Linked DNA regions of Mus musculus: all the other regions are linked to region 1. Evidence: chromatin contacts called from public HiChIP or PLAC-seq and capture Hi-C data. All regions are on one chromosome and are shown on one strand. Each heading gives the region's core, a stretch centred on a gene start, on an enhancer-like site or on the middle of the called end of the contact. The rest is flanking DNA. Distances are from core to core; before and after follow the strand shown. Region 1 has its middle 130 kb from the start of Cpa6. Region 2 overlaps A830018L16Rik (RIKEN cDNA A830018L16 gene). Region 3 overlaps A830018L16Rik (RIKEN cDNA A830018L16 gene). Region 4 holds the start of A830018L16Rik (RIKEN cDNA A830018L16 gene). Region 5 has its middle 18 kb from the start of A830018L16Rik.

Region 1 (2,650 bases), core at 108-2,607:
TCTAATATCTAGACAGACACAAAGTGATCATTTCTTTAACAATATTTTGTCACAGATACTTTTATATGAATTTTACTTTGTATAATGATGGTTACTCATTATTCAGATTTGTAGGGGTTTTATTTGAAAGTACACACATGAATACCTGATAAGTGGATGGGGCCACATTTTGTTTCTGCTGCCTAAACCTAGCAGAATGTGATCATTTGGGATAAGGTCACATGTATTTCAGCTTTCTGTGAAAATAGAATTAATGAACCTATCAAGACAAGAAACTACCTTTCCCAACATGCCACAGTCTCAATGTATGAGTCCCTCAAAAAATTGACATGTTGAAACTTAACCACTATTATGATATTCTTAAAAGGATCGTAGTAGCCTTGCTAGTGAGGCTGGAGAGCTATTTGTTTCTGCCCTGTGAGAACACAACAGGAAGCTCCAGGTAAGCGGCAGAGAGTAGGTTTTTTTTTTTTTTTTCCAGACACTCAATCTGCATGCAGCTGGATCGTGCTTTCTTACCTTCCAGAGCTGTAAGCAACACATTTCTGTAGCTCACAAGTTTCCAGTCCATAATATTTTGTTATGGTATCATGAGCAGGCAATAACAGAACGCAAGAGTTTTCTCCTTAGGACTTTACATTGATAAAGAATGGAAAAGGGGTGCTGCTGACTTGCTTCAATACATTCTCATTTCCCAGCAAGAGTTTTACCAGACACACATGACTCACATGTCAACAAATTATTCAGAGTCACATGAATACCATCAGTCTGCAAATATTGGCCTTTTAAGTTCCTAGAAATATACCATTTCCCCCAGACTTTTATATCACTTTCTTTCTTCACTTTTATTTGTGTGTGTGTGTGTGTGTGTGTGTGTGTGTGTGTGTATTTATAGTATGAAATGCAGTGTATGAGTGTGTGGATGTGCATAGCTATGAAGACAGCAGAACAAGATACCTTATTGCCTTGAGGCAGGCTTTCTTACTAACCGGAAGCTTAGCCCTTTCAGCTTGGCTGGATGGCCATTGAGCTCTCTAGATATGACTGTCTGTACCCTGAAAGGTTGGGGTTGCAGGCACAAGCCATATCTGTCTCTTTATATGAGCACTGGAGATTTGAACTCAGATCCTTATTCTTCAAAAGCTAGCAATCCTACCTGAATGAGCCATCTCCCCATCCTACTCTTTCTTTTTTTAATTAAAGGTGGCTCCTAACACCACGCCCATCCTTTCCTACAAGCTTCAATTTCACTACATTTGGAAAACTTTAGCCTAAGAAGATCAAGGGCTCAGTCTCACCAAATATTCAGAATCAACAGCACCTTTGTCAGGTCTTATTTAACTTTCAGAGTCCTGTTTTCTTGTGGAGCCTGACCTTGACCCCTAGGTTCAAGAGCTCCTCTTTCCTCAGATTCCTAAGTACCAGTGATTACAAGTGAATGCTGAAAAGTCTGACTGGATTTTTAAATAATAAAAAAGCTATCTACTAATCGGGAAGAGACCTGACTTCTGATGAAAGTATACATCAACCTTTGCTTATATCTAACCTAGAAAGCTATATAAAAGGATAAATGTTGTCTGTCATACCTTGGCTTAGACAAAACACTAGAGTCCTTCTTAATTCTAAGTTAGCTTCAAAGAAAGTAAGAGGATTATTCTAAAACCATCCTGGCTCTTGTCAGTAACCAAAGCATTCTGAGTCGAATTTAGTAGCATGTTCTTTCTTTAAGGAAATGGATCATTTATTTTCACAGTTAAAAGAAAAGTTGGGATGTGCTATTATGAGTACTAAAGTTTTAAATTAAAAAAAAGCAAAAAAAAAAAATATGAAAGAGAAGTTAGTACTGTCTTGTAGAACTTACAAATAATTTTAATTTAATGAAATTGGAACTTATGTAATATTTATTTTGAGGTGATTCTGTTATAGCCATTTTACTCATCAACATGAAAAATATTAAAATATATTAATATCTTTATTAACGCATTTTACCTTAATTAAAAGGGAAGTACATCATTTTCCCCCATCCCTCTCAAATTCATGGCCTTTTTCTTTAATTACTACCACTGCATACAGGTAAGTGAATAAATATATAAATACAACTTGCTGAGTTGTATGTGTTTTTAGGACTGACTATTTTGCATTGGATACAGTTAGGGGCTCATCCCTAGAGAAGGCTGAGTCTCATTCTCTCTACAGTCATTAGCTCTCTATAGCTCTTCATGTAAAGGTGGGGCCCCACAAGACTCCCTCCATCCATGTTGACATGTAAACTGTTCTCATTGTTCAGATCTTGGTGATATTTCATGGTTGTAGCTTCCCTAGTATATCTAGAAGACACAACCTGTCAACAGACATACACTTCCCTCTGCCTCTTTTGCAATTCACAATGCAAGTCTCCCCCAGCCTGATATGTAAGGGTTCTGTAGTAGATGTATCACATAGAGCTAAGCACCGTGTAGTCAGTTGTTGTCTGCATTTTGACCAGTTGTGGATTTTGTAATTTTCTCTGTTTGCTACATACTCTACTTTAACAAGGGATAAAAGCAGTACATATTCACGGGTATAAGGATAAGTATTTGCAATGTACTTGGGGTTATCCTGGTTTAGGAAAGTGGCAGTAATAGGTTCTCCTCTAAGACCCATGAACTCA
Region 2 (2,650 bases), core at 73-2,572, 710 kb before region 1:
GTACAGATGTGAGGCATAAGACCGAGAATGAATTCTAGCCTTGGGCATAGGTACGTAGTTTGGCAGGCCGCAGAAGTTCTAGGAAAAACTTCCAGGCAGATTCTGCCCGTTTCCTCTGCTGACTCATCTTAAGTAAAACATCCTAGCATCAGAGACTGAGAAAGCAGTTGATCTGGGTGCTTTTTCCAAGTGAAAAGTATAAAATGTGAGGGAGGCAAGAAAAGTAAGAGAAGCTAGAAGGGCCACAGCTTAGTTGCTAGAGGGCTTGAATGCCAGGATCCTAGCACACACAAACCAGCTTTAGTAATGCATATCTGCATTTCTAGGGCTAGGACTGTGGATGTGAGTGGATCAGAAAGCCAAGGTTTTACACAGCTTAATAGAGTGAGTTCAAAGCTATCCTGGCCTATGTGAACCTAGTATCAGTACAGACAGACAGACACACAGACAGACAGACAGTGAGATATGTATTTAGATTCCAGAAGGCATACCTGAACAGGACTGGTTTCTCAAAGTTTTGTAGTATTTCTTTTTTACGGGAAAGGATTTCTAATATATGTACACATACTATGTGTGTGAATGTACTTATGGGTGGAAAAGAAGGCATGGATTTGAAGGAGAGTGGAGAAGATTATATGGGAGGAATTCAAGGAAGCAAAGGAAAGGTAGAAACATTATGATTATATTAGAAATTCTTTCCCCTAAAAAAGAACTACTATAAAATTTTAAAAAATAATAAAATAAAAATAAAAAGTCTTGTATTTACAGGTGTCTGAACTTGGATCTTTTTTAGGTCAAGAAAATTCAAAACTGTGAGTTTTATGGCCACACGGGGGTGCTGCGGGACAGTGATGCTTCCGCGCGACTGGCAGAGGGTCTGGGTCTTCTTGAAAGCCTGGGATCCTCTACCCTCTCCTTGAACATCAAATATGAACGGCATCAAGATGAAAGTCATCAAGATTTTGTTCACTGACAAAAAATCTTTTTAAATATCTTTTCAAAAAGAAAAATTACTGTTTCCCTCAATTGAAATAAACATTGTAAATTTTCATGAAGTTTTCAGAAACAAGTATTAGATTAAGTGACTAAAATGAGCACTGTTGTGTAGATTTGTGGATTGGACTACCGTTCCCTGCCTCCTCGCCCAGTACTGAGAAGAAAGCGTGTGGGAAGGGATGTACATTGGAGGTGGAAGGCATCTGAGCACGTGTCAAGGCAGACCTAAGTCACTCTCGTGATATCCAAATCCATTTCAGTGAAGATACAACCAGTGCAGGGCTGGACCTGAACCAGTTGGTTGCCCACATGTGGATCCAGGTCCTCTATCTGAGCTGCCTTGCCTGGCTTCAGTGAGAGGATGGGGGTTGGGGAGGGGAGTGTTTGTTACATCAGAGGGGAAGGCTATCTCTTCTCAGAGAAGGGAAGGGGAGCTGTGTGAGGGCTACTGGGAGGAGGGGGCTGATATTGATATGTGAAGTAAATTGATAAATTAATTTAAAAGAGATTAATAAGAGAGAGGGGAGTCCTTGAGCTCATCAATAAAGTACAACAATTTCACCGTTACTCAGGAGGAGGGGAGGTGGGACAGTCAGTGAAAGCTCCACAAGTTCTTAGTTACAGGTCAGGTGTCCAGGTTGTATAGGGGAGCTTAGAGGGGAAAAAAGGCAGGGATCTGCAAGAGCAGGCCACAGTATTTAAGTTTTTGCAAATTGTGAACATTTTTCATGACCTAGGAAAGCAAGGAATGAGGGAGGAGAGAGGGAGGGAGAGAGAGAGAAGGAAGGGGAGGGGGAAGGAGAGGGAGAGGGGGGAAAGGGGGAGGGGGACTGGGAGAGGGAGAGGGAAGGAGAGAGGGGGAGAGGGAGGGAAGGGGAGAGGGAGAGAGGAAGAGAGGGAGAGAGGGAGGGAGAATGACAGACAGATGGAGGGAGGGAAGGAGGGAGAGAGAGAGAGTAGAAATGATGTACAAAGGTGGGAGAGTGCAGCTGGCTCTCCCTCCACTTGCTGTTCTCCATACATAGCTATTCAACTAGGTTTAAAACTAGGTTTAAAACACCATGATGGTTACTGACAGAAACCTTGTCAAAGAGTATATCCAGACTTTTGGGCTTTTTTTTTTTAAGCGACTCAGACATACATTTTAAAAATATCAAAGTTGTATTACTATTTGGTATGAACAATACCATTTGTACTTTTGTACTGTTCTTTGCTATTTTTACATGTAGTGATGTATATCGTCTCAATCTGTGCAGCCTTTTATCAATGATGGCTCTCTCCCTGTCATCCACTTCTAACTACATTTCTAATGCCAGATTTCTTCCATCCATAGGTGAAAATTGTAGTATATTAAATGAAGACAAGGATAGGAGAATTCAGCAGCTTTCAACTGTTCTCAGTATAAAAGAGGTTTATAGGATGCAAAGACCTCTTCTTCGGTAATATTTTGTTTTGGAAAATAAGGTATTTTTCATTGATATGTTGTTTTGAAAATGCAACAACTTTACTTAATACCATTTAAAAATAACAAACACATAAAATTTTATCTGTTTGAATTTCTCACATGGCAAATATTGCCAGATGGAATGTGCATGAAGTCAACGTCTTTAGTGACCTCTGCAATACTGATGAGCTATAAGGGTCCTTCGACTAA
Region 3 (2,650 bases), core at 67-2,566, 610 kb before region 1:
GTAACTCCTTCCATGGGTGTTTTGTTCCCTATTCTAGGGAGGAATGAAGTATCCACACTTGGTCTTCCTTCTTCTTGATTATCTTTTGTTTTGCAAATTGTATATTGGGTATTCTAAGTTTCTGGGCTAATATCCACTTATCAGTGAGTGCATATCAAGTGACTTCTTTTGTGATTGGGTTACCTCACTAAGGATGATGCCCTCCAGATACATCCATTTGCCCAAGAATTTCATAAATTCATTGTTTTTAATAGCTGAGTAGTACTCCACTGTGTAAATGTACCACATTTTCTGTATCCATTCCTCTGTTGAGGGACATCTGGGTTCTTTCCAGCTTCTGGCTATTGTAAATAAGGCTGCTATGAACATAGTAAAGCATGTGTCTTTATTACCAATTAGAACATCTTCTGGGTATATGCCCCCCCCAAGAGGTATTGCTGGATCTTCTGGTAGTACTATGTCCAATTTTCTGAGGAACCGCCAGACTGATTTCCAGAGTGGTTATACAAGCAGCAAATGTCTTTTAATGTTCTTGGAGCAATACTTTCTCCAGCCATCAGGGTCTGCAAGACAGTTTTTCTGTCACTGAATGATTATGAAGAATTTAGATATTAGCCTTCTGCTCTACACATCAAATTCCGGCACAGACCTTTCAAGGGGCTTTAGATCCCTACTGCATTGTCATAGAATCCTGCATTGTCCCTTCCCTCTATCACATAGTTATTACTATAATATGTGTATTTGTAATGTCATAGTTGTTCTTCTTTCATTCCCTTAGGAGACCATAAATGCTTATTACACCATTCCCTAGGGGTAAATGACTTACACTGGTTTTTGATCAAATTTCCAATTTTATTTTTCTTGGCATGGCAAAAAAGAAATATCAAATATAACAAGTGCTATATCATCAAAAATTTCAAAATTAATATTTTATCAGTCATTCTCAATAGTAACAAGCAGTCTTTTTTCGAAACAACCAGAACCTTGAAATGTTGGAATCAGATGAGGGTGAGACAGAAATCTTTTTTCAGAGAAGAATCTAAACAGCAAATTTTAATGCCTTCTCCCTTGAAAGATATTTGCCTAGGGAAAAAAAATCCACATTCTGCTTTTTTTTTTTTTTTTTTTTTTTTTTTTTTTGCTCTGCCTTTCAGAATGTACTGACATTGTGTAGCCTCCCTCAATCTTAAAGCAAGCTGATCCCGACTTTGACCTTGCTGCCACTAAGAAGGAGATTACCTAGGGTAGAGCTGTCTGATCTTGATGGCTCTATTTGCTCTTCTCTAAGACTCTGCTTCTTGCTGAAAGGTCCTTGAGAAGTTCCGGAGACACACCCTGTAGATCGCCTATGGGCTGGCTCCAGGCACCAAGAATGGGTTGGTGGGGGATGGGCCTACCCTCTTTATAAGCACAGGCTCGCAGTAAACTTCAGGGGCCTTGAACAGAAATGTGTCTTGGCCTCTAGTATTTCTCTGGTCATCCTCTCCCATACAGCTCCTGCCTCCCACTCAGGAACCCAGTTAGTGTGGTCGCAGGTGGTTACAACATTGCTGGCTTCAGATTTTTTCGTTTGTTTGTTTGTTTGTTTGTTTTGTTTTGTTTTAAGTAGCTAAGTAGGTATTTTCATGGTGAGAGTTACAGACTTCTGCCTATATCCTTTTGAAATGTATGCTTTCCACTGGCAAATATTCTTTCCACTGACGTAGTATGATGTGAATATATTCACATATTACTAAATTTTCCCTAGATCTGCTTTGCTAAGCTGTTGGAAGACCTGTAAAATTTCAAAAGGTGGCTAGCATCTTCCATCATCAAAATCTTGCAAAACATGATGCATTCAGATAAATGAAGACCTGAACTCTTTCAAGAGAGAAAGAGAGGGAGAGAGAGAGAGAGAGAGAGAGAGAGAGAGTGAGAGAGAGAGAAAGGTAGATAGAAAGAAGACCATTTTCCAGTTGCAATTTATTACAGACTAGTCTCCTCTAAGCAAATAATCTTATTGAAGAGATACACTCTCTAGCACCAAAATGTAAGGAACACAGACCACTAGATGGCACTAGGAGAAATGCTATGGTTGTGTTTTGGTTTGTTTGTTTGTTTGCTTGCTTGTTTGTTTGTTTTTGTATTAAGTTGAGGCAGTCTTCTCACCTTAAAATGAGATATGAAGCTTAACATAAAACAGAAGTTCAAAACAAGATTCGATTCACCAAGGAATTGCAAAAATATTATAAAGTTAGAAATAAAATTATTTTGGACACTTCGTCTTTAAATTCAAGCAAAGGATGTTTTGTCTCAGCACACCGGGTCTGTCTTCCAATATCTCTGCATATGACATCAGTCTATTTCTTTTTCTTCTGAGACATTATTTCACATATTTATTTATAGGCTACAATACAGGAGTTCAAGGCCAGAATACAAAGTGTACACTTCAGGTGGCTAGTGTTTCGGTTTCCTCGGTGTTGGGGTGTTTCTTTTCCTTCTCCTCCTTTTCCTCCTTCTCCTCCTTCTCCGTCTTCTCCTCCTCCTCTTCCCCTTCTTCTTCCTCTCCTCCTCCTCCTCCTCCTTCTTCCTCTTCTTTTCCTCCTTCTCCTTTTTCCTTATCTAGTTTTTTTTTCTTCATATAAAATAAGTACCTATGGACTTATTGCTT
Region 4 (2,650 bases), core at 91-2,590, 560 kb before region 1:
TATAGGAAGAATGCAGACTGCGGAACCTCAGGCATCCCAGGTGAGCCTGGCTACTTGAGTACCTGGCACTCCACACTTCCTCAGCTTGGGGTCAGCACCCTGACAACCTGCTGAACCGTAGCACTTAGGTGGTGCCTGCTTTCTGCCCCTAGGTCAGATTTTCCCTCTTGCTTAGCTTTTTTCTTCACTGTGTTCTTGTCATTAATTATTTGAAGGCGAAGGAAAACATCTCAAGACTGTGTCCTCAGAAAACAGGCATGTTTTCCTAAAACCCTTCTCTGCTCCTTTCCATCTCTGAGAACAGTGCAAAGGGTTCTAGTTTCAGCCACTGGACCAGCTTTAACATTTTTCCCCCAGCCGGGCAACCCCTCCACCTTTTTAGGTTCTACGACTGCCCATATTTAAAAGAAGAAAATTCAATATGCAAGATAGTGTGAATTCCCGGTGTGTGTGTGTGTGTGTGTGTGTGTGTGTGTGTGTGTGTGTGTGTAGATGTACACCTGGATTACCTGTCTCAACCTTAGTCCTGCCATATGGCTACTAGATGCATGACAGTCAGATGGCTCCAATTGTCCTGTTAGGCTGAAGTTAGGCCCTCCAGAGCTCACCTGTCAGTGTCTAGGTAACTGGCCAAGTGCCAGCAGGGCCGCGTTCCAGAACACCTAGTGGGACAGTCCTCCCTCTCCCGCGCATTTGCTCAGCCCCCTACCTTTGCTTAAGAAAATTCTGATTTTTTTTTTTTTTTTTCCTGCACCACCACCACCGCCTTCAAAGAGAGCGGGACCATTCCCCACCAGGGCTCCTTACCTCAAACAGAGGACCGATCTTGTTTTTCTCCAGGTAAGCCTGGATTCGGGTTTGTTGACGAGATGCCATGAGAAAACAGATGGGTCAGCAGAGAGAAGACAATGCGCCTCGGCTGGGGACAGCTCTACTCTACCCCAGGGCAGGAGCTCCGAGCCTGAGCTTTCTGGCACAGCGATGGCTAGCAACTCCGTTAGCAGCGAGCCCGAAGGGAGCAGGGCTCAGGGAACCCGGGCGAGGCTCTACCAACTCAGACAACTCCGAGGCAAGGAGAGAACTACATCGCATCCTGCAGCTCGCGCCCACCCGCTCTCCGCTTTCCGCAGCACCGCCGCCGAGGCGAAATCGCGGGCAGAGGCTGGTCTGTCCTCTGGGCGGCAGCAGCAGCAGGAGCCGGTGGCCGAAGGCGAGTGTCTGTGCAGTGCCTTCGCGAGCCGAGCGGGGGACAGCGCCGGCCGCAGGGGCGACAGCGCGCGGAACCGCCCAGAGCGCGCCACGGTGTGCGCCCAGCTCCTGGCTGCCAGGAACCAGCACCCAAGCTGCTCCCCGAGGCGGTGCTCGCTCCCTAGCGACAGAGCCGCTCAAAAAGCCAATGGTAAAGGTGCTTCTTTCAAAGTGCACATAAATCTGGTGCTTGTTGGCTACTCCTTGGCAGCTACACCCGCAGTTCCAAACCACTCAGCTTGATCTTCTCCTGGCCCAGCGCTCTGCCTTCACTAGGCTGGGATGAGAAAAAGCCGGAGATGAGAACTATGGCTGGGTTTTGCCGCGAAAACAAAGTTGCTTATGTTAAAAAGAAAAAAGAAAGGAACAGATATATCTATCTTGGCCTTGAGCAAGTCAGCCACAACCGGCGTTGCTGCCTGAGAACTGATTGAAAATTCCCGAAGTACAGACACCCAAAGGCTGGAAGCAACCCTTAGGCATTTGGCAGGGAGATGAAACAAAAGCAAGCCAGCTCTCTCTGCTTCCAAGTTTGCCTACACCTTCAGCTCTGTCTGCTACACCTCTGGCTACAGCTCAGGGGCTCTGAGCTCCCACCCAACAGTTATTCCTCCAGATACTTCAGAAGCACATCAACTTTACCTCATACCTTCTTACTATGAGACGACTTTTCAAGGTTAAGATCTGCAGTTATCACAAGGTTCCGTGTAGAGTTCTTTGCATTTAAAAAACCAAAAAACGATATAAAGCACTAAAACCCCAAAGATGAGTTGTCTGGTTCTAAACCATTTTGTATTGCCAAATCAGAACGTTTATACTAAAACTGTTGGCTGTCTCTACAATAATAGGCACGGATTTCTTTAAAACCAACTGCGACAGTGTAGATTTCTTCTTTTTCTGCACTGTGTTCAGGTTTCTGTGACCTGTATCTGTCCAAGCTTTTTCTCTCCGTTTTAAATTATCTAAGCATTGTGCAATAGTTAAGATGAGAATGGATTGTTCCAGGAAGTATTATAATAATTGCCTTTAATAATTCACATACACGAAATCTACTAGAGGAATTGGGCTATTAGCCACTATTGATAACTCGAAGCAGACATGATTTGGGGTGGAAAGATGTCAGAGCTGTTACTTTTACAATCAGCCTCATGACCCACCAGGTACAGGCAGGAGTAATGAACAGTGAGGAGTCCTGGTCTGTCACGTATTTCCTGTAACAGTTCAAAACTACAGTTACTTATGTACTTTTTCATAAGATTGGGAGATACTGACTATACATTAAATATGTTGTAGACTTGGCGTGAAGCCCTGTGAGTCACCTAAAGGCCCAAGTATTTTAAATTCCACATTGTACTAAAAGATCAGGACAGGCCTTCATCAAAATACATCTTCTTCCTCTAAG
Region 5 (2,650 bases), core at 52-2,551, 540 kb before region 1:
ATCTTTGGACATTTAAGAACTCATTCTTGATTGCCTGGACAAGACCTCTTAAGGCGATGTCATGATAGATTTATATCCCAGGCAGATTACAGGCCTTACACAAGAATAATTGGCCATATAATCTCATTTTTTTACATCATCAAAATAGTAATGGCTTGAGATAATATTTTGGTATTTTTAGAGAAAGTTCATGTCATATTATAAAGACTTATTTTCAGTGTCCTCCATTTCTACCTGTTCCACATAATGGTGTTAATTCTTGAGGACTTATACTTAATCAATTATTGCACATGGATACTCATATTACTGATTTTAAAAAGTAAAATAAAATATGCACATGTGACTACTGCTACTTTTTCAAACTTTCTAGTTACAACTGTTCTAACAAGAAAAGAAACAAAAAGTGTAATTAGTCATTGCCTATGTTAATTTTTTTTTATGCTTGGTGTTCCAAATCAGATTAAAACAGATATTGGAACTGGTTATTTACAATCAAGTATTTGAGATGTTTTGTCAACAACTTAATGCTCCCCATGTAACTGAGCTTTTTTTTATAATTCTCAAGGACAAGGTATTGTGGAAATTTAAAAACTATATCTTAAAAAACAAAGAAGGGGAGGAATTATATCCCCATGCACATTATTTAAATAACATTTTCATTTAAAAAATTTTTAAATTTGGATATCAAAGAACTTGCTAAATGCCTTATAGTATCTTAAAACTAGGCATACGCATATGCCTAGGTAGGATGAAAAGGATCCAATTATTAGCATACGGCATGATCCTAAACAGACACTTAATATGGGGAAGAGGACATGCTTGTGTCTTCTCCACAGTATACTGCAGGAGCATGCCAGCTGCCAGAATGATTTGTGTAACAGGCTGACTTGTGAGCTTGCAGAGTGCTCTGACAATGGTGACAAGAAAGCTGTATTGGGTATATGTTCTTGACCCACCTTTGCTTGCCCTTTTCCCAGATTAGACAAGCTAACCTGCCTTGCTTCAAGCTTTTTAACCTTATGGGAGAAAGAACATTAGAGACTGTGAAAACTGACTTTCCTTTAATGTGACCAGTTATTCTTACTCAATCATGGACTGGTCTAGTAATAAATCCAATATTAGAGATTCCTATTATGAAGATAGCTAAAAATCTTTATTAGCCAGCAGAGTTAACTTGGAGCATAGCCTATTTACATGAGAAGTAAATGCTGATTCCCAAAGCCACCTCCCCAGCCTTGGGAGGCAAGAGCTTGGGCTTGGTAGTTGCTAATTTGCAACTCAATAGAGTACCTGAACTTCCCCACAGACAGCCTTAATCCTGTTGCTTTTCAACTCTTGGCTTTGTATTTCAAGCAGGTCATTTACCTCCATGCAGGCTCATCCTCAGCAAGCACAGGTGACAGAAATTCATCAATATGAAGAGATGCATTGAGTACATATTGTGGCTTTGGTCTGATTGGGAAAAAGGTGTGCTATGGGGGCCAGCAGTCAAAGACTGGCCACTGGGTCTCTGAATTTTTCAGTCTAAGACAGAGGCATGTGTTTGTTCATAATAACACCGTGAAGCCATGTTTGTGCAAATAAACACAAGCAAGCTGCATGTGTTCTCCATGATGTCTAAGAACATGGACATTCATTGAAGACCAAAGTCCCAAGACAGGCACGGGCCCAGCAACCATAATTCCCAGGAAGGACCATGGAGCATAAGTAAATTTTATGCACCAGTCCAGTTAATTGTTTTTTATTATATATTTAGGGAGGGATTGTAGCCTCCAGCCTTGAGCAGGCTGGCTCAGACCTGTTCTGCCACTGTGAATGAGACCACCTAGGGTGAAGTCTTCCTACCTAGATAAGTCTATTGTTCTGCCACCTGCGCTACAGATGGAGCTAGAGTCATGAGTCTCAACCCTCACCACGTGCTTTCTTTGATTGGTGGTTTAGTCCCAGGGAGCTTTGGAGATACTGGTTAATTCATATTGTTGCTCCTCATATGGAGCTGCAAACCCCTTCAGCACCTTGGATACTTTCTCTAGCTCGTTCATTGGGGATCCTGTGCTCCATCCAATGGATGGCTGTGAGTATCTACTTCTGTATTTGTCAGGCACTGGCAGAACCTCTCAGGAGACAGCTATATCAGGCTCCTGTCAGCAAGCTCTTGTTGGCATCCACAATAGTGTCTGGTTTTGGTGGTTGTGTATGGGATGGATACCTGGGTAGGTAGGGCAGTCTCTGGATGGTCGTTCCTCCAGTCTCCGTTTCACACTTTGTCTCTGTAACTCCTTCCATGGGTATTTTGTTCCCCCTTCTAAGAAGGACCGAAATATCCACTTTGGTCTTCCTTCTTCTTGAGATTCAAGTGTTTTGTGAATTGTATCTTGGGTATTCTGAGCTTCTGGGCTAATATACACTTATCAGTGAGTGCATATCATATGTGTTCTTTTGTGATTGGGTTACCTCACTCAGGATGATATCCTCCATATTCATCCACTTGTCTAAGAATTTCATAAATTCATTGTTTTGATTAGTGGAGTAGTACTTCATTTTATAAATATGCCACACTTTCTGTATCCATCCCTCTGTTGAGGGACATCTGGGTTCTTTCCAGATTCTATCTATTATAAATAAGGCTGCCATGAATATAGTGGGACAT

Evidence for each region. HiChIP or PLAC-seq counts read pairs in DNA pulled down with a chosen protein or histone mark. Capture Hi-C pulls out chosen DNA fragments and counts their contacts.
Region 2: a capture Hi-C map of embryonic stem cells shows a contact between it and region 1, with 7 times the contacts expected there. The contact joins two enhancer-like sites. A contact is called at or near these places in 1 of 15 datasets of contacts at CTCF or cohesin (the NIH/3T3 cell line), 1 of 484 Hi-C or Micro-C datasets (embryonic stem cells), 4 of 115 datasets of contacts at active chromatin or transcription factors (all in embryonic stem cells) and 1 of 9 other capture datasets (embryonic stem cells).
Region 3: an H3K27ac HiChIP or PLAC-seq map of embryonic stem cells shows a contact between it and region 1, with 3 times the contacts expected there. The contact joins two enhancer-like sites. A contact is called at or near these places in 2 of 484 Hi-C or Micro-C datasets (cerebellar granule neurons and cerebellum) and 5 of 115 datasets of contacts at active chromatin or transcription factors (all in embryonic stem cells).
Region 4: a contact with region 1 is called in an H3K27ac HiChIP or PLAC-seq map of embryonic stem cells, with 8 times the contacts expected there. The contact joins the promoter of A830018L16Rik here to the enhancer-like site in region 1. A contact is called at or near these places in 3 of 39 promoter capture datasets (cranial neural crest, embryonic stem cells and maxillary cranial neural crest), 2 of 484 Hi-C or Micro-C datasets (embryonic stem cells and ventral hippocampal neurons) and 4 of 115 datasets of contacts at active chromatin or transcription factors (differentiating embryonic stem cells, embryonic stem cells and stem cell-derived neural progenitor cells).
Region 5: a contact with region 1 is called in an H3K27ac HiChIP or PLAC-seq map of embryonic stem cells, with 5 times the contacts expected there. The contact joins two enhancer-like sites. A contact is called at or near these places in 1 of 484 Hi-C or Micro-C datasets (ventral hippocampal neurons) and 3 of 115 datasets of contacts at active chromatin or transcription factors (differentiating embryonic stem cells and embryonic stem cells).

Annotation. Positions count from the first base shown.
Region 1 is chr1:10,851,873-10,854,522 of GRCm38.p6, reverse strand. It overlaps the pseudogene Gm28659. Among named protein-coding and RNA genes, the nearest start is that of Cpa6, 130 kb to the right of the region's middle. Within about 2 kb of position 1,357, at least 9 of the 459 cell types and tissues checked have an H3K27ac peak or open chromatin away from gene starts, as enhancers often do. A contact at or near this core is called in embryonic stem cells, where this site is marked.
Region 2 is chr1:11,563,708-11,566,357 of GRCm38.p6, reverse strand. All of the region lies in intron 5 of A830018L16Rik (RIKEN cDNA A830018L16 gene), which reads right to left. Among named protein-coding and RNA genes, the nearest start is that of A830018L16Rik, 150 kb to the right of the region's middle. Within about 2 kb of position 1,322, at least 5 of the 459 cell types and tissues checked have an H3K27ac peak or open chromatin away from gene starts, as enhancers often do. A contact at or near this core is called in embryonic stem cells, where this site is marked.
Region 3 is chr1:11,465,922-11,468,571 of GRCm38.p6, reverse strand. The region is part of intron 1 of A830018L16Rik (RIKEN cDNA A830018L16 gene); the gene reads right to left. Among named protein-coding and RNA genes, the nearest start is that of A830018L16Rik, 53 kb to the right of the region's middle. Within about 2 kb of position 1,316, at least 12 of the 459 cell types and tissues checked have an H3K27ac peak or open chromatin away from gene starts, as enhancers often do. A contact at or near this core is called in embryonic stem cells, where this site is marked.
Region 4 is chr1:11,412,795-11,415,444 of GRCm38.p6, reverse strand. It overlaps A830018L16Rik (RIKEN cDNA A830018L16 gene), which reads right to left and starts at 1,340. Exons shown (of 14, transcript NM_001160369.2): 1 at 808-1,340. The coding sequence starts at 876.
Region 5 is chr1:11,394,807-11,397,456 of GRCm38.p6, reverse strand. No RefSeq gene overlaps it. Among named protein-coding and RNA genes, the nearest start is that of A830018L16Rik, 18 kb to the left of the region's middle. Within about 2 kb of position 1,301, at least 14 of the 459 cell types and tissues checked have an H3K27ac peak or open chromatin away from gene starts, as enhancers often do. A contact at or near this core is called in embryonic stem cells, where this site is marked.